5 separate regions of the Zea mays genome follow, and all the other regions are linked to region 2. Evidence: chromatin contacts called from public Hi-C data. All regions are on one chromosome and are shown on one strand. The core of a region is the stretch at or near the end of the contact, and the rest is flanking DNA. Distances in the headings are between cores, read along the strand shown. Region 1 holds the start of LOC100276771. Region 2 holds the start of LOC100272480. Region 3 holds the start of LOC100276847 (NADH dehydrogenase [ubiquinone] 1 beta subcomplex subunit 10-A). Region 4 has its middle 68 kb from the start of LOC103637719. Region 5 holds the start of LOC100193580 (dihydroflavonol-4-reductase).

Region 1 (4,066 bases), core at 846-3,345, 260 kb before region 2:
ACCACCTTCCTCATCTTCTTCTTCTTGTCACCGCTCCGACGCGACTTGTGTGAAGGGGATTCCTTTTCCTTCCCCTTCCCTTTGTTGTAGGACTCTCCCGATGGAGCCTTCCCGTGGCTTGTAATGGGCTTCTCGCCGGTCCCCATCTCTTTCTTGGCGTGATCTCCCAACATCACTTCGAGTGGTTAGGCTCTAATGAAGCACCGGGCTCTGATACCAATTGAAAGTCGCCTAGAGGGAGGGTGAATAGGGCGAATCTGAAATTTACAAACTTAAGCACAAACTACAAGCCGGGTTAGCGTTAGAAATATAAACGAGTCCGAGAGAGAGGGCGCAAAACAAATCGTGAGCAAATAAAGAGAGAGACACGATGATTTGTTTTACCGAGGTTCGGTTCTTGCAAACCTACTCCCCATTGAGGTGGTCACAAAGACCGGGTCTCTTTCAACCCTTTCCCTCTCTCAAACGGTCACTCGGACCGAGTGAGCTTCTCTTCTCAATCAAACGGGACAACAAGTCCCCGCAAGGACCACCACACTATTGGTGTCTTGCCTCGGTTACAATTGAGATGATCACAAGAAAGAATGAGAAAGAAAAGAAGCGATCCAAGCGCAAGAGCTCAAATGAACACAACAAATCTCTCTCTAATCACTAAGGCTTTGTGTGGAGTTGGGAGAGGATTTGACCTCTTTGGTGTGTCTTGTATTGAATGCTATAGCTCTTGTAAGGTGTAGAAGTGCAGAAACTTGGATGCCAATGAATGTGGGGTGGTTGGGGTATTTATAACCCCAACCACCAAAAATGGCCGTTGGAAGTGTGCTGTCGCATGGTGCACCGGACAGTCCGGTGTGCCAGCCACGTCAGCAGACCGTTGGGGTTCGACCGTTGCAGCTCTGACTTGTGGGGCCTATGGGCTGTCCGGTGGTGCACCGGATAGGTCTTGTAGACTGTCCGGTGCGCCAACTGCGCGTGCTCTGACTCTGGCGCGCACTGTAGCGCATTAAATGTGGTTGCAGACGACCGTTGTGCGCGAAGTAGCCGTTGCTCCGCTGGCACACCGGATAGTCCGGTGTGCATCGGTCACTGTCCGGTGACTCACCGGACAGTCCGGTGAATTATAGCGGAGTGCCCTCTGAATTTCCCGAAGGTGAAGAGTTCAGCCTCGAGTGCCCTGGTGCACCGGACACTGTCCGGTGGTGCACCAGACACTGTCCGGTTGCACACCGTACAGTCCGGTGCGCCAGACCAGAGTGCCTTTGGGTTATCTTTTGCTCTCTTTTTTTGAACCCTTTCTTGGTCTTTTTATTGGCTTATTGTGAACCTTTGGCACCTATAGAACTTATAGACTAGAGCAAACTAGTTAGTCCAATTATTTGTGTTGGGCAATTCAATCACCAAAATCAATTAGAAAAAAGGTGTAAGCCTAATTACCTTTTAAGTATGACTTTCTGTCTCAAACGCCTTGTCAGAATCCCACGTGGTTCATTATTCGAAGTGAGTCCGCGCGAACATCCCCTTCTGGACACAAATTCTATTGTCCTCTTGATTTCCAAAACCACGACACCATACCTCCCAAGATACAAGTTATGGAGCACCTCATTCACAACGACATCATTCGGTTGCGGACTTGTTGATGATGGCATACCCGAAAGGTTCAACACATGCCGGAATACTATGATTCCAGTAGAATATATGGTCTGTACATAATTTGTGTGAAGAATTGTGTTATGGAAAACTTTATATATACTTGTATCACTGTATGACATGATTGTAACCTTTTTGCTTTGCGTTGCACTCAAATTGCGGGTTTCTATTTGCATAAGTATGGTTTATGTGATTTTGGACATTAAATTATTTGTGAATATATTGTTATTTATTGTGCAACATGATTTGAATAAATACAGACAAATTATACCAATTTTTTTATTTTTTTCTAACTAAAATACGGTTCCCGGTCAAAAAAACACCGAAATTTGGTCAGGAAATACGAAATTCGAATTTTTGAATTTGAATACGTAAACCCTTCGGGAATGCGAAATTCAGTTATTTCCCGTTTTCAGAAACGGACGGAATTCAGTTCACAAACGGGATGGGTAACACTGCTGTAGGGTGATTCTCGAATCTCGATCTCCCTGCTCTACCCGCATCACCCCGCCGTTGCCGGCCCCTTCCTCCCGCTTCCCACCTCGCCGTCGCCACCTCTTCCTCTTCCTCATCGCCGGCGCTTGCGCGCCCCTTCTCCACCCCGTTGACCGCCGCACCCACGGCCTCGCCGTTGCAGCACTCGTGCGATCCGGTCACGAGTGGAGCGCACGAGCTCATTCGCTGCTTCCGCCTCCCCCTCTTCCTTGCCGGAGCCCGCGCCTCCTCTCCTCGCCGGCGCCTTCGCCTGCTCCTGCGCCCCCTTCTCCACGTCGCACCCACGGCCTCGTGTTGCTGCCCTCGTGAGATCCGGTCGCGAGCGCCCGACCTAGGCCGCTGCCTCAGTCTCTCCTCGCTCGGTCGCATCACCACCGCCGGAGACGGACCGAGGTGCTCTGCGAGACTCCGCGCCATAGAGCTCCTCCTACGGCGGGTTCTTTTCCGTCCGGTAGCTGGGTTCCCTGAAGCCAGTCATGGCGATGACCACCGCCGTGACGGGCCTCGCCGTCGCAGCAACCGCTCCCATTCGCTCCTTCCTCTCGTCCGCCGCCGCCTCTGTCAGCCTGCCCGCCGATCTTCGTGACCTCGCCTCCGACCTAGCCTCGGACCCTGCCGTCTCCTACCGCTCTCTGCGTGCCATCTGGTGCGCCACCTCGCCGGACACCCGCCCGCCGCTCCGCGACCTCCTCCAGGGCGCCGACTTCGTGCTACCCAGCCCGAAACCTCGTGAGAAGGTTCTTTCTCTCAGTCTTTGGTGGCACTGTCTGTCCCGGCCTGTGCGTACCGGCAAATAGGTGGGTTTTGATTCTGATTCGGTTTAGTCTGTCATGTGGTTGGTTTGCAGAGCGATGAGCTGAAGGCGAGGCTGGAGAAGCTCCGGGAGACACAGGAGAGGAAGGAGTATGCTGAGCTCGTCAGGGACGTCGCTCCGCCCAGCAAGGATGACGCTCCTGAGCCCTTTTCATCCTACAAGGATCAGATAGGATTTGGTACTACCCAACCGCCCTATTTTCAAATTGCTCTATGCAATCTTCCTACTGCTTGTTTCATGGATTACACTTGTTCCATTGAAGTAATAGGAATATAGGATGACACCGTGTGTGTATTTCAACATAATTGGAGCAATATAGTTCAAAAGCTATAACATACGAGTTGTGGAGCAATATCTTCTCTCTTCATCAATTGTTCCAAATGCAGAGGTAGGATCTACTATTTTTTAAAACACACACACATAAAGACAAGAATAAACAAATAAGATAATGTAAAATAAATTTGAGAATAATATTTTTGTAAATACCACTCGAACAAAGATCAATCTTCCGTGTGCTCGTATCTAAAGCAATGATGCCATTAGAATTTAGACCTGAGGTGCAGCACATGAAAATTGTTCTACCTCCACCACTACATTAGTGTATACGTCCAAGAGGCATTTATCTAGATTTAAAGTGAACAACGAACTACTAAAAATCTAGTTTCAGGATTTGTTTTTTTGAACTATCAACTAAATCAGGTTATAATAACCTGAGTTTAATCTTTAATCAAGATTACATTAATAACTTGGTGGTGTGAAAATCTATTTCTCGCTCAAAGGTCTGAAGTTCAGAGGCCATGTATTGTGTTGTTTTTCTTCTTTATTTTTAAAGTTATTATTACTTTACCGGTTTCTATTTTTATATTTATATTGAACGTACGTGACAAAAAACAAAATTTAATCTAACCGGAAATATAAAAAAATGAAATCGTGAAAAGTCATAGAAAAAGAGAAGGAACACGATACATCTACCTGACCGGCCAGCAGCCATCGCTGCGCAGTGTGCACTTGTGTCCGGCAGCACAAGCCCGCATCTGGCTGCCTCCGCGTGCACCCACGCCTGGACGCCCGTCGCCCGCTGCACCAGGCGGCCCGGGGCCTGGATCTACCCGA
Region 2 (4,145 bases), core at 1,417-3,916:
TGTCGCGCATGCAAATTTTCCAACTAGTTCTAACGAATGGCTCCGTACAGCTGTCGCACGATGGTTCTCTTGTGCTAGGCTGCTAGCTTAGCAGCAACGTGGGAGACTGCAGCAGGACGTCCCAGTGGTCCTGGAGACTATAGTTGTCCTGCATGGTAAAGTCCGAGGTTTACCCGCCCATGGCCGGTGGTGTTTAGATCCTGTTTCTAACAAAACAATTTCAGATTTCGGAAACTATTTTACGCCTTTTTTTTTTCTTTTTGTCAAAAAATACTTTGGATGCCGATAAAGTCAGGAAAAAATGCTTTAAACCCCTCCGTCTCTTTGACGTGTGCCTAACAGTTGGATGCCATGAATTGCTAGGAGTTCAATTTTGCCTTTCTGCTCCAGCAGGCCTATCATCGAGAGAGTTTACAGGTTATAGATTGACACAGTGTTAGCAAGGGCGCCCAGCTAAGGTTACATAATTCTTAACAATTATACTATTACAACTAGAGAGGGCAACGAGGACCCGATCCTCGATTCACCGTGGGAAATTCCTTCATTAGGGCTAGTTTAGAAGTCCAAATCCCGGAGGGGATTGAATGAGCTAAAATCACCTTCTTATTAAAAATTGAATAAGGACGAGATTTTAGCCCCTCCAATCCCCTACGGATTTGAGACTCCCAAACTAGCCCTTAGAGAATGGGATGGAGAAGAAACTTCCCCCGCGGGATATAAACGGGAAAATTTAGCCTTCGACAGGTAAACGGGGATGGAGACGGGTAAGCATTCTCTATCCCCGTTCTCCATGTGGACTCATTAAACTTGCACGCGACTATGTTTTTGTGTATAGATTAACGACAAAAATAAATAATTACTGTGTCAAAAAACCACTAATTATATAAATGTGTTCATTTTGATGTATGCATAATGATTTCTTAAATCTGACGATGTGTATAAATGACAATTTTTAATATTAATAACAAAGAATGTATGTCTTAATTATAATTTAAATGGGGATGGTGATGCCCGTTGGAGATTTATCCCACGGAGAACGGGATGGGAAAGAAATGTTCCCCACAAGCGTTCGTGGGATCACCGCGGGAAAAAATCATGGCGGAAACAGGGACGGGGAGCTATTTCCCGGCGGGCAATTCACCGTTGCCGTCCCTAATTACAACAGTATATGGCGCTGTCTGTTTCCGTTTTTTACTAAACATGATTTTTGCAGCCGCTGAATCTATTCTCTAATTCTCAGTTACTAATTCAATTTTTTGATTATGGACAATATCAGAATAGGCAAAGGCGAGTTTTATCACAGGTTGTTTCGTGGGATTATACGATTCTGAACAATATGCGTGACAATAGGTAACGCCGAGATGATAGATTCATAAAACAGAAAGCCTAACTTGCTTACGTATACTTGTATAGCACTTTGTTGATCGACACTAAAGAGATGCTAAATCCTATAAGCACTTCTCCTATATTTTAGTCAGCTGAACTTTTAGATAATTAAGACAATACTTGTACAAGTAGTTAATATAATTTAATTACTATTTTATAATTTCTCTTTAGTATTATAGGTTTTTTTTATCCTCATCCAACTACAGAAATAATTATTAATTATTTTTTATTAATGTAGATCAGATTTTATCAAATATATGTTTTCATCTAATATTTTTATCGTCAAAACTAAAATTATATATTACTCCTGCCTAAATTGTCTGGTTCGCTGAACAGGGCCCATGCATGACGTCACCACGAGGTGTATGTGTGGATATGGATCGGCCCATAGATCGACGGACCTGCATTATTCTTGTCTGTTTCGACTTGGACGTGCATGCGCCGCAATCGGAAGCGCTGTCGGCCGTCCGTCCAAACGTATTTGGGGCTCTTGTTTCTTTGCGACGAAAAAAAAAGGTAAAGCGACGTGTAGTGTAGTGTAGATGTCACCAGCGCTGCAGTGCACCGGACGCACCGTGTAACGACGACTCTTTAATTTGTCGATGCACGGCCATGCCTTTGCAACAGCTAAACACATCTGCACACCACGTACATTTGTACTCCTATGTGACTAGGCAAAACTTGAGAGAAAAAACCGGCCGTTCGTGTATCTTCACTGCGAGGGTGCTGGCGTGCTGCAAGCCTGCATCTTCATGTACTCGTAGTAGTAGAGGGCTAGAGGCACGAACAGGATTACATTTAGCTTCCAAAATAAAAACAAGCAACAGTTTTGTTGGCTAGTCTGCCTCTTGTTACATGCAAGGTTCCGTCCGAGACCAGAACCGCGGCTGGGCGGCCGGGGAACTGGGTAAACCAGCGGCGGCCCAGCCCCACCACCAGCTGCAGATGCATTGCACGCACCCCGCCCAGGCGCGCACCGCACGGTCGGGCCGGCGAGTCCTTCTCTATCGTCATCGGTGCATGCCTGGTGGCGCGACTTTTACGGTGGCCCCAACACGTGGCCCCCCGCTTCACGTGCCCCTCCTCTCCCTACGCTTCCCCCTCCCCGCCTCGCCGTGCGTGATGCGTCCCACATGACCCGCGGTTGCCGACGCCGTCAATCTCGCCGTCACATGCCAAGCCTTCTATTCCGTCGTCGCCTTCATCTTCCGTCCCTTGTCTTGCTATAAAACAACACAACGAAACAAGGCGGGGGAGAAGAGAAGCCAATCCTCCATCACCGCCACCGCCCGAGCCCCGAGGCCTAGGCCCTGATCTCTGCCTACCAAACAATGGAAGCCACAGCAGCCACCTTGTCCCGCTCCGCCTCCCTCTCCGCCGGCCGCCCCCACCGCTCCCGCACCGCCAGGTTCCCGCCACCACCCCCACACCTCACCCCGCTCTCGGCTGCCGCGTCCCCGCGCGGCCTCCCGCTCCGCCGAGCCAGGTCCGACGCCGAGGTCGCCTACTTCGCGAGATCCGCCGTCCTCGTCCGCCACGCTCCGATCCCCGCCATTATCGTGGCCGACGAGGAAGAGCGCCAGGATGACAACAGCAAGGCGCCAGCAGGCCTCGACGGCGCCGGCGCCGGCAGGAACGGCAGCAGCCACCGCGGCGGCAGCGGAGGCCGTGGCGGCGGCGGCGGCGGCGGCGGCTGTGACATGGGCGAGTACTACCGCCGCGTGCTGCGGGTGGATCCCGGGAACCCGCTGCTGCTGCGCAACTACGGCAAGTACCTGCACGAGGTGGAGCGCGACCTGGCGGGCGCCGAGGGCTGCTACGCGCGCGCGCTGCTGGCGTGCCCCGGGGACGCCGACCTGCTCAGCCTCTACGGCCGCGTCATCTGGGAGGCGCGCCAGGAGAAGGACCGCGCCGCGGCCTACTTCGAGCGCGCCGTGCAGGCCGCCCCGGATGACTGGTGAGGACTACTCCGATGCTTCCAGTTCCACGCCGTGATACCTCACTCGTTCATCGATCGGTTATTGATTGGTATGGTACTGCTGTGATGGTGCAGCTACGTGCTCGGGTCCTATGCGAGCTTCCTGTGGGACGCCGAAGACGACGACGAGGAAACAGGCACCCCAGCGGTCGATGTGGTCGCGTCGTGCGACTCGCCGGCGTTGGTGCCCGCGTGCTGATCGTTGTCCGCGTGGGGTGTGGACGGTGTCCGGTGGTCACCTGCTTCATCTGCTGTGTTTTGTTAGGACTGGTGTACATATGAGGACGGATGAGGGCGGCGGAGGGAGCACCAGGGTAAATCAACTGTCACCGCCGTCTACGGAACCGGCGAAAAATAATTAACAAGGAACCTCGCCGACGGGACGAACGCGCGGCGAAAAATAACGATGGCCGCAGCAAAACGGCTGGGCCATCGACGGTCACCTCGTTTGCCTCTACTCTAATCATTACTGTTTGTGTTTGATAGATGTGTTAGTGCGACCTTGTAGCTGGATGAATAGCTGAATTTACTGAGCAGTTGATGTACTTAGGCTCCTGGTGACCTAAAATGGGTGTGCAAATGTGCAATCCTAGTGATCTAAAATCAGTAGTGTGTAATCCTGTTTTTCTACATTGATAGTCGATAGAGGACTGCCTCGCTATATAGCTTGAGCTCAATAAATCACTACTAATACTAGTACCAGTGTGTTGTTGCAGATGTGTGTACCAGTCGTATGACCGATGACCGAGTAGGCTAGAATCATACCGTGTTGGTGCTCGAG
Region 3 (4,669 bases), core at 569-3,068, 300 kb after region 2:
ATGAAGACAAAAACATGTATTCTCCACTGTCATAAAATTCCCTCTCACACATGTACGATGTTTGCAATACTAGTAAGGAAAATAGCAGTAGTAGAACTGCTTTCATATTGCACTACCAAGATAAAAATCTATGGAACATCACTTCCCTAAAAATCTATACAAAGTATTTTATATGTTTGCAATTCAATAGGTTTGCAAAAACTGAAACTCTGCTGTTCACTGAGTAGGTTTGCAATGTGAATTGGTTAAAGCCCATGCTGAGCATAATTCTATCATTGGTTAAAGCCTAGTGCTTAATATTCTGAAACTCTGAATCTGTGAGCAATTCATTTGTTATGCAATTGTTTAGCTCATACAATTATTCAGTTCATTGGACTTCATATACAATTATTCAGTTCATTTGACTTCATTCATTTGTTATGCAGCACAATGTCACCTGGTTACTTAACAATACATTTGCGCTCTCAGCCTACTTTTTGTCGTGCCACCTGATCTCCTGCTCTCGTACCAACAATCATAATGGTCTGCTTCTTGATTAGTTATAGATTCTTCAAAATCCTGGTCTTCAATAGGATGCTGCTGCTGCTTTGGTGTGCCTGATCTCTGCACCTCTTTGAAAAAAGACAGTACAATTCTATCTGTGTTGGACTCGACAGAGATGGAATATTGGTGGCAAGTTGCACAGTGATGAAAAAGACATCAGCCTATATGCTTCTATGAAGCATTGAACAGGCCACTGTACACATATGTGATGAGGGGGGAAAAAGGAGATCGCAAAGGATGCAGCCAATGTTACAACAATAGTAACCTGCATCAAATCAGTAATACAGTTGCAAGCACACTCCGATGAGGAGAGCAATGTGGTAGGTCATAATGCATCATCGGTCGTCTAGGTCTGCAGCATCAGCCATCTCTCTCAAGGTTCCTGCACGATCCAGACATTCCCTGTCGGCTCTTGGTCTCCAGTATATTGAGGCTAGTTCAGGACAGGAAAAGGAAAAGAACAAGCCGGGCATGGGAGTAGCGACGACGGGCGACGGATGGCGTCAAATGACCGAAATCCTGCAGCAGTTGCAACCTACACACGGTTTAAGGCTCACTGTTTGGAGTCTATCCTTCAATTTGGGCCTAAACAAATTGACTTGAGTAGCAGTAGCTAAATCAAAATATAAGGCCCAATTATAGAACTCATGATTGGAGTTGTTCTAATGCATTTCGGTTTCCACCACTCAGACTGATTACCACACAACATACATAGAAAGGAAAGAATGTGCTTAGTTTCAGCAGGCCTCACCCCTCCAATCCAGGAACAGCAGCACGAGAAGCCGAGGCAGCAGCTACTCCGCCTCGATGATCTTCTTGGGCTCTGCGAACCAGAGAAGAAGCAGCCATATAGACCTATCGATCATGCCGATCAAAGGGTAAGACGAGGCATGAAGGGATTCGGACCGTGTAACTCGGGCGGTCGGGCATCTTTGCCCCAACCCACGCCGCGTGTAGCCTCTAGGTACTGGTCCACGAGGTGGCGGCACTTCTGGTGGTGGTTGATCCCCTCGATGCGGTAGCACCAGCGGAGGCGCTCCCGGATGATCTTGGCGGTCTCGATCTGGATCCACTTCTCCCGCACCAGGTGTTCCCGGTACTCCAGCATAGCCACCGGGTCCGCATATGGGTTCTTCGGGTCGAAGTTATCCGGTGGCTGCTCATCGAACTCAACCTTTGCCTTGCGCACCATCTTCTCCGATCGCGGCCGGCGGCCGCACGGTCTTCCGATTGGGTGGGGGTGGGGGTGGGGGTGTGGGATTGGTGTGGTCCGCTCGGTCGGATGGGAGACGGAGCTGATGGGTCGATGAGTTAATTATGCGAACCAGGCCTGTGGGCTGTTAGTCGGCCCAACAGAATGAAGCGTAGGTGGGCCAAGAGACAAGCTTCTGTCGCCGACTCACTGTTTCCCGAAGTCTGCACTCTGCAGGCGGAAACGCCAGTTCAGCCACGTGGAGAGGGCAGATCCGAGAAGAGCCGGCGCGATGAGCTCGCCGGCGAGGTCGACCATCTCGGCCGCCGAAGACGTCGCTGATTCCATCGACGCGCTCTACCGCAAGGACGAGGCCCTGGCTGGTGATACGCCCCTCTATCTCTCTCTCCCTTTTGCAAGCGGTGCCAGGTGAATGCCTCAGAGAGTCAGAGTGACTGACCGATTGGTTGGCCTTGCAGAACTCAAGTCTGAGGTGATGGAGGCGCTGCAGAGGGAGGTGAGGTCTCTCGACGAAGACAACTGGATGTTCGCCGCACCGCGGTCCCGCATCAACCTCGTCTCCAGGCCTGGTAAGAAGGGGAACACAAAAATAGCAACAGATGGTTTTCTGATCAGTTTTTTTTAAATCTGTCTATATGGCCTGAGTTTAATGCTTCTGTTCCTGATGAATGAGCTGTGTACATTCCTTATACGATTGCGACCGATTTTATTTGTACCCCATTGGGGGGCATGTGTTTATCAGGTGCTTACCTGCCCAAGCAAAACGGGAAGCTCTCAGAGTTGGGGCAAGCATCCAAGAAAACAAGGAACTTCTAGGGTGTACATGCTTGTGCTTGCAAGAAGCCTGGTCCATGACTCCATGATGGTAGTGAAGGCTGTAGCATCAAGGATGATTTGTTCATGTTTCAAATCAATCTGGTTGCTTCCTGCTAATTCAATTTCAGACACATGTAAGGATTTTTCAAGTGATTGTGACTTCAATGTCATGGTATTGTTTATGACTTGTGCCTTTCCTATCTTCTACAAACTCAACCTGCCTAGTTTTTCTTACATTCATGATCCATCCTTTTCTTTCTGAACAGATATGCATGATTGCCACTTTAGTTGGAGACAGCAAATACATCGATAATTATTGAACAAAGTTATGTTGTCTTTAGTTCTTATGATCACTGGTATTAGAATACCTTTAATTCGGTTGTAAGTTGAAAAGCTTGCAAATTAAAATTCATATCTTAACATAAAAATGTTAGAACATAGATATGTTCTTTTTCTGAGCTGTCTTTTTGTATGGCACTGTCCCATGCCTCATATTAAACTGTATTATTTAGTGATCTTAATTACTTACTCTTAGCCTACCGTCTGTAACCGGAAGGTCCCGGATTCGGGCCCCAGCCTCTGCATGTTATGCGGGTAAGGCTTGGTACTTAAAGATACCTTTTCCTAGGCCCTACACAGTGCGGGAAGCCTACGGCACTGGGTACGCCTTTTAATGACTTACTCTTCCATTGTACGTACCTTAACAACGACAAGTGTTCATATATACAAGAATTTCGTTACCAAAATCTTCTGTTAGCCATTTTGAACTTTACAATGAATTATGAATGTGAAGTGTCTTAAGGTTTTGGTAGTGCTTTGTACATTGTTTCTCAAAATTGTTTTGCTTTATCGGCAAATCTTATATGTTCTGCAGTGAAATCATGGCACTTGACTAATAGATCAGCCTGTATGATAATCCTGGTGTTTCCTATTATTTTTCTTTTCTTTTGTCAAATGTAAATGCACACTGCCATACACGAATGCATATGAACAATGGGAAAGCTGTGAAGATGATGTGAATGGTGTAACAGTAGTCAGTAGGGTCTGCGATTCAGCTTTCTTATAGAGGCCATGCTGGCTTTGCACCAGTTATTTCTTCCAGAGAAGTGTTCCCTGTCAGTTTAACACTGAAGAATGATGCTTCGACTTGTGCTTGAATTTGACTTCATGTGTGCATTTTCCATCATGGGGAGAGTAGTGGTGAAAGTAGTTGAAAAGTTAGCAGCCATACCACCTTTTTTTGTGTAATGTAGTAGTCACACATTTGAGGCATTGACTGATGACATAAATTTGTTTGAAGTAATTACACATTCACACATATAATTGCAGTCGAATGTTTCTGTGGTCTACTGGTTGCTCTTGTTTGACTACCCATATGACAATGTCTTTAGTCAGATATTATGGTTACCTTTTGGGTTTGGCATGCATACAGTGCCAAATTGGTGCTTTGACTTTGCATTAGAATGTGCAGGTTCTATATCTATTATGTTACATGCTCTTTATCGCCGAGCAGTTGGTAACACTAAACAAGAAGCAAACAAAACAAAACAAAGCAATACTTTAAAGGCTAGGGAGTCGTACATTAGTCTCCTTAATCATTTAGAAATACCTTGGTGGTGCTGAGGATCCATCTTGTCTCACTGTAGTATTGTAATGGACCATGCATCAAGAATTCAAGATGTGAGACTTTTTTCTATCATGCTAGGTGTCGGTGGATAATTTTAGAATGATGATTGACAGTGAGAATAATACGAATAGATTGTTTTGTGCTTTTCTGCAGTCACAGGCTCACAGCACAGTTACTTCATGTGTGCGCGTGCCTGTCGTCCACGTTACCTACTCCCTCATGTTTCCTACTAGTTTGATGTCCGTGCGTTGCTACGGTTTCTATATATCATATAACAAAGAATTTACAATTGGTTACATGTTCTCAACCTACAACATTTAACCAATCATCATAGCTTTGATTTGAAATGTACAGCACAGTTGAACCCAACAGATCTAAGAAAGAATTGAGTTACATATACAAATTTCTCGATGTTTTGTTTACATGTCAAGTATTGCAAGATGAAAAGATTATCACTATGTACCACCGAT
Region 4 (4,055 bases), core at 129-2,628, 340 kb before region 2:
ATTAAAACAAATGATACAAAAATGGAATATGCATCATGCTGAGGTTTTATTTTGTGTGCATTCTGTGATAACATAAAAATAAAGTAAAAAAGGAATATATTAATACCCAAATTGGAAGTAAGACTTAAATTTGAATTTTGGGGATTAGAGGAGAAGAGCACTAGTACCACAAAATAGACATCGAAATAAATAAATAAGTAAAACTCCCTCATACCATGTTTAAGATGTACATTTTATGAGAAAATAAATGTACTAGGAAGTTTGGATTTGAAATTGGAATTTAAATTTGAAAGCAAAAGAAAGGAAAGTGAAAAAAATAAAAGAAAAATAAAAAGAAAAAAACGAATAGGGAGCTTACTGGGCCGGGACGCCATTTTCAGCCTAACCTGAACCCCTGCGTCACCGGCCTACGTTGTCCAGGGGATGCGTTTTCACTCTCTGCCGTGTGGGCTCGACTGCATGACGCAATCACGTGCGCGCCTTGGGCTCTCGGCGCCGACAGGTGGGTCCTCCGTGTAGGCCACTCGTAACCGCGCGCGTACTTAGCTGTGTCACTTCTAGGCGGGACCCGTGGGTCAGTCGGGACTTCGCTATCGGCGCGCACGACTGCAACTGCATGGTGGGACCGTCCGGTCAGCCCATGCTCCGTCTTCCTCGCCGAATCCCAACCAACATCACAGATTCGGCGGGCAGCTGGCTGACTTGTGCCCTGCGTCCATAAAAGGGGGGAGAAGATCCCCGACCCCGCACAACATCCCTCATCTACACCATTGAGAACGTTGTGCCGTGGAGAGAAAGCAGAAGGGTGGAGGGAGATCTGCCGCCGCCGCAGGATCGATCACCCACTGCTGGTGACCTCCGTCCGCGTCGACTCTCCACTGGGTGTTTGGACCCGTGACTTCATCGTCGGGTGTGAAGTGCATGCGGGGAGTTACTGGGCTTGGGAAGCCGGCCAAGCATGGGCAATTTCTCATCGGAGAAATCTTCCACCGCCGAACATTGGGGCACCGTGGCTAACTCATCTACCCCCCTTATCTACCGGTAAGGAATCCACCGACGCATTCACCTTTTCCTCCCCTTTAATTTGAACGAAGTCGTGTTCGCAGTGGGGTAGTAGAAGGCGGGGTCGATGTTCACGGCAATGGCGCCGTCGCGTTCTGCGCGCGCCGCCGTGGGGAGTTCGGCTGCAGGCGTGGGGTAGATGATGGGACGATGGCCGTTGATCCCCTAGCAAACGGCTAGGATTAGATCTTGACAAATTAAATACTGAGCGTCAGATTAGATTTGGGTGGCCATGATTTGATTAGGCGTACCCTTTCGTCTCATAAAATCATGACCGTAGAAGGCGTAATCGACGATCCCCAGCGCGTACCGATTCATTAAAAGGCTAGATCTCATCCAGGCCCTAGAATCTTGATTGTGCGGCTGAAAACCCTCGATACCTCTTCGGCCCTGGCACATTTTCTTAAGAGCCCCTGGGTTTCTTAGGAATTAACCCGCACTCCAAGCGCCAGTGGTCTGTGTCTTGGGAAGACTTCGGTTTTGCCCCCTGCACTTCTCTGTATTTGAGGCCCAGTCCAGATAATTGATAAAACCAGGAAAATTATTTAGAAAATAGTTTTTCGTACATATTTAATTGCAGAAACTTGTTTAATTTGTAAAAAATTCTTATGAACTCCAAATTGGTCCATTCTAGTTCCTAAATTTTTTGTAATATTATTGTTCATCCATTAGTGCCTCTGTTTTGGCATGAAAGACTCAGTAAAATTTATCTATTACATAATCTGGTATTAAATACATAAAATCTATGGAAAGTCACAACTAAAAATCTATAACTCCAAATTTAATGATCCCAGTTCTTATGATCTTATTTTAATGTGTAGATTATTATTGTGTATTTTATTTACATGTTTAGTGTGATGTTAATTTTTGCTATACTATGTATGTATTGTGTTGATGCGAGTAGACGAGCAAGTCATAGAGGTTCCTGAGGTTCAGCTGGTAGAGACTGCTGAGTAGGACCTCGTTGAAGGCAAGTTGTGCCCTTGATCACTTCCTTTTTACCCAGTCATGTTCTTATTAATCATAATGATCTGCATAGGTTAATTTTGATGTGACCCAATAGGTTACCCTAGATTTTGACTATCTTTATACCTTGTTTCACCACTGGTTTTACTACTAAATTTTTGGGTAGTACATGCTATTGCTTTATGTGGCTTTGGGTATAGAGATATTCACTACTCATTTTAATACTTTTTTATTATCTGTTTATTATTTACTGTTCATGGAAAGATCATTATGTTAATGGGAACATGGAGAACCACACGGGAAAACAGTGCTACCACAAGGGTTTAATGGGACGCCCTTGGCTGATTAACTAGGAAAGCTAGTGGATGACTACCTTACCCGAAAGGGGCAAGGGCAGTAGGGGAGTGGTCAGTGTAGGGAGGTCCTTGGGTTGATTTTGCTGCGATGGCGGTCATGCGAGGGATTCCTGCACTGGAGCTTCCTATAAACTGTAGCGGTTTTCTGAAGCTAGTGGAACTTTGTAAAGGCCTCGTAGTGGTACCCTGCCTCGCTTCCTTGGTAGAGGTGTATGGGGTCTGATCAACTCTGTGGCAAATGGGTAACACAACTTGTGGGTAAAGATGCGCAACCTCTGCAGAGTGTAAAACTGGTATACTAGCCGTGCTCACGGTCATGAGCGGCTCGGACACTCACTTGATTAACTTATGGAACTTAAATTCAATTTTTCATTTGCATTGCATCTAGGATTATTTTATTATTACTTTTACTTATTATTATTATGGTTTGGTATTTACTTACACTTAGTAACTGCTAATAAAATTTTGACCAAGATATAAAAGCAATGCTCAGCTTCAGCCTTTATTACATTGATTTGCCTTACACTTCACATGAACTCACACCTTTGGTGAGTTCATGCACATTATGCCCCACAACTTGTTGAGCGATGAACATGTGTGAGCTCACCCTTGCTGTCTCACACCCCCCACAGGAGAAGAACATGTTGTTCAAGTGGAGTCACACATCGAGGAGTTCGATTCGATCTAGGTGGCGTCTCCCAGTTGACTTTCTAGCGCCAAGGATGGATTTTAGATCCTGTTATAGTTATCTTTTATTTTTGTAAGTCTTCCGCTATATAATAAGTACTCTGATTATTGTGACATTTATCTCTATACACTCTGTTATTATATGTGTTGTCTTCTTTGGCGCATGTATGAGATGCACCCGGCTTTGTCCCTTAAAACCGGGTGTGACAGAAGTGGTATCAGAGAAAAATGTTGACTGTAGGACAAAACCTAGATAGAAATGGACAAAACCCTTACCTACTTACCTTACTCTGATTCTTTCTATACTTATCTTGATCCTGTCTCACCTTCTACTATTCTACTCTGATCATTCTTATCTTTTCTACTCTAAGACAAGATGTATTTCACACCTTGAAATCCTACACTTATGATCTTTTTAAGAAATAGGAAACCTAAGACAAAATTAAAATTATTTTCTTTATTTAAAAATGTTGGTTGATTGTTCTGATGATCAATGCCTGATTTGCTTCTTTGATTGATTGAAATAGTATAGACGGGCATCTTAGCATGTACCACCATAAGGTAATGAATTAGCTTTAGTAGGCAACACACTTAGCTAATAAATCCCCAAAAGTAACGTGCTTCGTAATTACATGCCTTGCCTACAGTCCTTTCTTTCTTACTCTAAGTTTCTAACCTAGATGGGCTACCCCTATAGTGTTAGAAGAGATCAGTATAGACGTGATCCTTGGTATGTCATAGTTAAGAAAGGTAAAGGAAGTTTATACACTGTGCTAAAGGAACCATAGAACTCACCAGTTCCAAAGGAGAAAGATTTGAAAGTTGGAATTGCAGTAACTACTGCCACCAGACTAGCGACATTCTTAGTAGATGGGAAGTTTGTTGGTGACAACATCCATGTGGTTAGGTGAAAGTCGCCTAGAGGGAGGGTGGATAGGCGGAATCTGAAATTTACAAACTTAAGCACACACTACAAGCCGGGGT
Region 5 (4,217 bases), core at 454-2,953, 420 kb before region 2:
CGCCGGCGCCGGCGCCGCTCCAGACGACGGCGGTGACGGAGGAGGTGAAGACGACCCGCTCCATGGCGTCCGTCTGCGCGCACGCCTCCAGCACGTTGTGCGCCGCGCGCACCTCCGTCTCCACCGTCGACTCCTGCACACGCACGATGCAGCACAACCAAATTAATAAAACCTGCTCGTCAGAAAAAACAGCTCGTGCAGTCGGTGCGTGCTAGCTGCCTGCTGGCCTCCCTGCTCGCTCGTCAACCAGCTCGTGCAGTCGTTGCGTGCTAGCTGCCTGCTGGCCTCCCTGCTCGTAGGAGTAGGACGGACGGGACAGAGCAGACCAGCCAGCCAGCAAGCAGGGGCGAGGACGAAGGGGCAGCAGCTGACATGCCCATGCCCATGTGAAGGGTTTTAATGCACGCGGAGGAAAAGGGTTCGAGTTCCCTTTCCCCTTCCCGCGGTTGGTTCAGTTTGGTGGCCCAGTTCTCTGCTCCGTTGCGGTCCCTCTGTGCTGTGCTGTGTGTGAGCTTCCTCCTCTCACCTTGTCCAGCTATTAAATGCGCTCGGCTACTCCACTGTACTACTGGAGTAGTACGCTGGTAGGACAGGAGCAGGAGCGGGACTTCACACCGCACCTGGAGCTGGAGCCTGGAGGCTGGAGGAGGAAGAAGGGGCACGCTCACTCATCACAAGTCACAAGTCACAGCCACACCACACATGAGCTGTGTCATTAATGGGTCATCATCATCAGAGGAGTATGAAGAGGTCCGGGTCCCAGCCCTCCTCTGGAACGAACCAAACAGCCTAGACCAGGGAGGAGGGAGATGGAGATTCATGGAAAAGGGAGGAAAAGGTAGCACAGGATCGGCTCATCTCCTCTCCTCTGCCACTGTCCAGCTGTCCCGGTCCCTGTTCATGCTACAGTGCTAGTATAAGCTCTGGCTGGGTCTACTAGTATAGGAGAGCATAATCCAATCCAATCCAATTTTATGCAGTGAGCGCTACTACCTACAAGTCACTCCTACAAACGAGCTTTCGTTTCTTCGAGGGGAAAACCCGGATTAATACTAATATGCAGAGGAGAGAGAGAGAGGCGAAAGAAATCAAGCAAGCTGCCGTCTTGTACTCACATCGCATTGGGCCTGGTCGTCGGGCGTGTTGAACATGCAGAAGACGCCGGCGCAGCCCCGCACGGCGTCGGCGATGGCGTGGTAGTCGAACGGGTCGGCGCGGAACAGCTTCAGCCGGTGCCTGCACGCGTCGGCGGCGCACGACAGGTGGCCGAGCAGCGCGGCGGCAGCCGCGCCCTCCTCCCCGTCGCGGGCGTACGTGGCGGCGTGGACGGTGTACCCGCGCCGGAGGAGGCGGTCCACGAGCGCGTGGCCCAGCGGCCCCGCGGCGTCCATCACGCACACGCTCTTGCCCGCCGCCGCCGCCGACGACGACTCCACGGATCCCGGACACATGTTTTCTTCTTCGACCGAGGAGGAGGCAAGACAGCGAAGCGAAGCCGGAGGAGGAGCTCAGCGACGACGGTGGTGGTGGATTGACGAGGCCAAGATGATGATACGGATTGCAAAGAGGGGAAGGTGAGGCGCGCAGTATATATAGCGGGAAGAAAAAGAAGAAGAAGAGAAGAGACCGGGGCCGGGGCCGGCCGGCAAGGACAGGGCGGGCGAGAGAGACGGGTTATTCCGAGCCGGGAGAGGAGAGGAGATACGAATCAATGAATCATACGATACGGGGCCGGGTCAGAGGCAGCAGGCAGGCGGGAGGGGGCATTCAAAGGGCGTGCGTGCGTGCCGGACGGACGGATGGACTCCCGGTGCGGTGCCGTGCCGTGCCGTGCCGTGCCGTGCCGTGCCGTCGTGTCTCTTGTGCTTTTGCCGTTGGCGTTGTTGGTTGGGCGTGCTCGCCTGCTCCCCTACTGCTGCGTCCAAGAGACGACGGTAAACGCACTCTAGAAGATTTTTCGTCTATAAACTTTAACAGTATCCTATAAAACATCTTTAAGGTAGTGTTTGGTTCAGGAGCCAACTAGAACGGAACCGTTCCATCCCTGATTCTAGGAATGGAGCCGCTCTGTTTTGTGTTTGGTAAGCTGGAACGGAACGGCTCTGTTTTTTGTTTGGTTGCAGAGTGAACTGGAACAGAGTGGCTCCATCCTTTGTTTGGTTCTAGAGTGAAGTAGAACGGAGCGATTTCATTTTGTGTTTGGTTCAAGAGTAAAGCATAATGGAGTGGCTATGCTCTATATTTGTTTGATGAGTGCAAATAGATAATTTTCTCCATTAGTCAATCTGTATTTTAAGATATGACACATTCATACAACCATTAGTCATATCTTAAGATGACAAATATAACTATAGATCATAAAATGTATAATAATTACTCCATAATCTTACACATGACTCATCCATACAACCATCACAAAAGTGTTATGTCAAAAATAAGTTTCATAACATATCACACACATGTCCATACATAGTTTCAAACAAACATAGGTCCTTACATAGATCCATACAAATTGTGAAATGTATTATTAGATTACCATAAAGCCTAAAACTTCTCATTAACGAAGTCGGTAATCATAGAGACCTTGTAAAGCAATGGCACATCCATGAAAGCATGTGCAATGTCAGGATTAGAAACCAAATGAGAATAATACTTGGACTTGTGCGCAATCTCAAATCCTGGAATATTGTCTACAGCTTCAAACAAACCAGCTGGCAAAGGTTTGTTTGCTGCCTCCTTGATGGCACTGGCTAGTGTTTGAGTGGCATGCTGAAATGCTTCAACTAAGAATTCAGTACCATTGTCTTCCCTCTTGGCCTTCTTGGATGGTTTAGTTGCAGATGTTGCTGCAGGGTCATTCTCATGGACAGCACTAGATGTTGCAATACACCCTTCCTTTTGCACATCTTCACCATCATCAACAGCAAGAGGGTCATTTGATGTCTTTGCAAATCGTCCTGATGCAACACTATTGCCAAAAATTGTAGCAAGGTTGCCATAGTAGGGAAGAGGCTTGTTTATAAATTCATCATCACCCTTGTTTCTTTCATCCTGCATGCAATAAGATAATTAGTGCATAGACATCAACATTGCATTCAATAAAATGAGGGTGATGATGAGCTACACTAGTAATTATCTGTGTATATGAGCTACACTAGTAATTATCTATGTCACAATTAAAGAAATAACTTATATAAGGTTTTTACCTTCAGGGACACGAAGACCATTTTCTCGTTCTAAAGCATCTCTTAAAATGAGGGCATCATGGGCTGTCCCCTCCCATCCGGCCATTACAAAAGTGAACCTTAGATCAAAATCTACTGCTGCCATTACATTTTGAGTAGGGTGACTCTTCCTACCACGGAATGCAGCCTCCATTTCCTTAGGAACAGAGGCTCGAACATGTGTGCCGTCAATGGCCCCGATGCAATCCTATTTTCCCATTGGAACAAAAAATGTAAGGATTGGAAATTCTACATAAGACCATTGGATAGAAATAGGTCTAACCCGCAAGATACCTTAAAGTAAGGATCCCACCGTGGGTTTCCAGTGATTTTGGTCGGTGTTGCTGATGATGGTGGCTTAATGAAGTCATGTCGTAGCTCCCCAACAGCATGAAGTACTTTGTTGAAATACCGACTAACGGTTTCACCAGACCTAGCAAAATTAGTGCCTACTAACCTATTCCTAACATTGTGGCCGATTGTGTGTAAAAACATAGCAATTTGCTGCTCAACACACATATGTATGGTGTCTTGTAATAGACCACGATTCCTAATAAGTTGGCAAAAACGGAAGAATGATGATCTATTAAGTCTAAGCATATTAACACAAGTGACATCACTCTTCCAAATTTTATCATCAAGATACTCCATCCTTTTTCTATCTCTCTCATAAATTGGACCATAACTAATTTGTCCTACTGCTGCATGACCATGACGTTTTCTTTTTCTAGATTCAATAACACAAGCCATCATTGAAAGCAACATATGAGCAGCAACAACGTACACTACAAGCATATACTTCTTCTCCATCTATATAAAAAGGATAACATTACCAATTGAAACCACACATGCATGCTTAATTTCACTGCTTAAATGAGAAAATAAAAAATATTATAATACCTTAAGCTCTGAAGTCTTTTTTGTTCTCTGAATACTTGCAATCCTTGCACCTGTAAAAAAATGAAAGCATTAGATGGCGTGCTCCGCAGAGAT

Evidence for each region. A called contact is a pair of places that touch in the nucleus more often than the background predicts.
Region 1: a contact with region 2 is called in a Hi-C map of bundle sheath, with 4 times the contacts expected there. The contact joins the promoter of LOC100276771 here to the promoter of LOC100272480 in region 2. A contact is called at or near these places in 4 of 25 Hi-C or Micro-C datasets (bundle sheath, ear, leaf and 1 more).
Region 3: a Hi-C map of leaf shows a contact between it and region 2, with 4 times the contacts expected there. The contact joins the promoter of LOC100276847 here to the promoter of LOC100272480 in region 2. A contact is called at or near these places in 9 of 25 Hi-C or Micro-C datasets (bundle sheath, ear, endosperm and 3 more) and 2 of 3 datasets of contacts at active chromatin or transcription factors (leaf and seedling).
Region 4: a Hi-C map of tassel shows a contact between it and region 2, with 4 times the contacts expected there. The contact joins the enhancer-like site here to the promoter of LOC100272480 in region 2. A contact is called at or near these places in 3 of 25 Hi-C or Micro-C datasets (bundle sheath, endosperm and tassel).
Region 5: a contact with region 2 is called in a Hi-C map of tassel, with 5 times the contacts expected there. The contact joins the promoter of LOC100193580 here to the promoter of LOC100272480 in region 2. A contact is called at or near these places in 4 of 25 Hi-C or Micro-C datasets (bundle sheath, leaf, leaf mesophyll and 1 more).

Annotation. Positions count from the first base shown.
Region 1 is chr1:103,763,391-103,767,456 of Zm-B73-REFERENCE-NAM-5.0, reverse strand. It overlaps LOC100276771, which reads left to right and starts at 2,095. Exons shown (of 4, transcript NM_001150485.2): 1 at 2,095-2,876; 2 at 2,987-3,131. The coding sequence starts at 2,616.
Region 2 is chr1:103,507,798-103,511,942 of Zm-B73-REFERENCE-NAM-5.0, reverse strand. LOC100272480 reads left to right here and starts at 2,666. Exons shown (of 1, transcript NM_001146951.1): 1 at 2,666-4,024. The coding sequence starts at 2,718. The coding sequence ends at 3,347.
Region 3 is chr1:103,208,076-103,212,744 of Zm-B73-REFERENCE-NAM-5.0, reverse strand. LOC100276847 (NADH dehydrogenase [ubiquinone] 1 beta subcomplex subunit 10-A) reads right to left here and starts at 1,818. Exons shown (of 2, transcript NM_001416002.1): 1 at 1,450-1,818. The coding sequence starts at 1,735. It overlaps LOC100277622, which reads left to right and starts at 1,928. Exons shown (of 3, transcript NM_001151134.2): 1 at 1,928-2,118; 2 at 2,215-2,325; 3 at 2,499-2,833. The coding sequence starts at 2,028. The coding sequence ends at 2,572.
Region 4 is chr1:103,844,539-103,848,593 of Zm-B73-REFERENCE-NAM-5.0, reverse strand. No RefSeq gene overlaps it. Among protein-coding and RNA genes, the nearest start is that of LOC103637719, 68 kb to the left of the region's middle. Within about 2 kb of position 1,378, at least 16 of the 20 cell types and tissues checked have an H3K27ac peak or open chromatin away from gene starts, as enhancers often do. A contact at or near this core is called in bundle sheath and tassel, where this site is marked.
Region 5 is chr1:103,927,360-103,931,576 of Zm-B73-REFERENCE-NAM-5.0, reverse strand. LOC100193580 (dihydroflavonol-4-reductase) reads right to left here and starts at 1,703. Exons shown (of 4, transcript NM_001138687.1): 1 at 1,116-1,703; 2 at 1-133. The coding sequence starts at 1,451. LOC103644826 reads right to left here. Exons shown (of 4, transcript XM_020542065.1): 3 at 4,125-4,174; 4 at 2,255-3,051. The coding sequence ends at 2,545.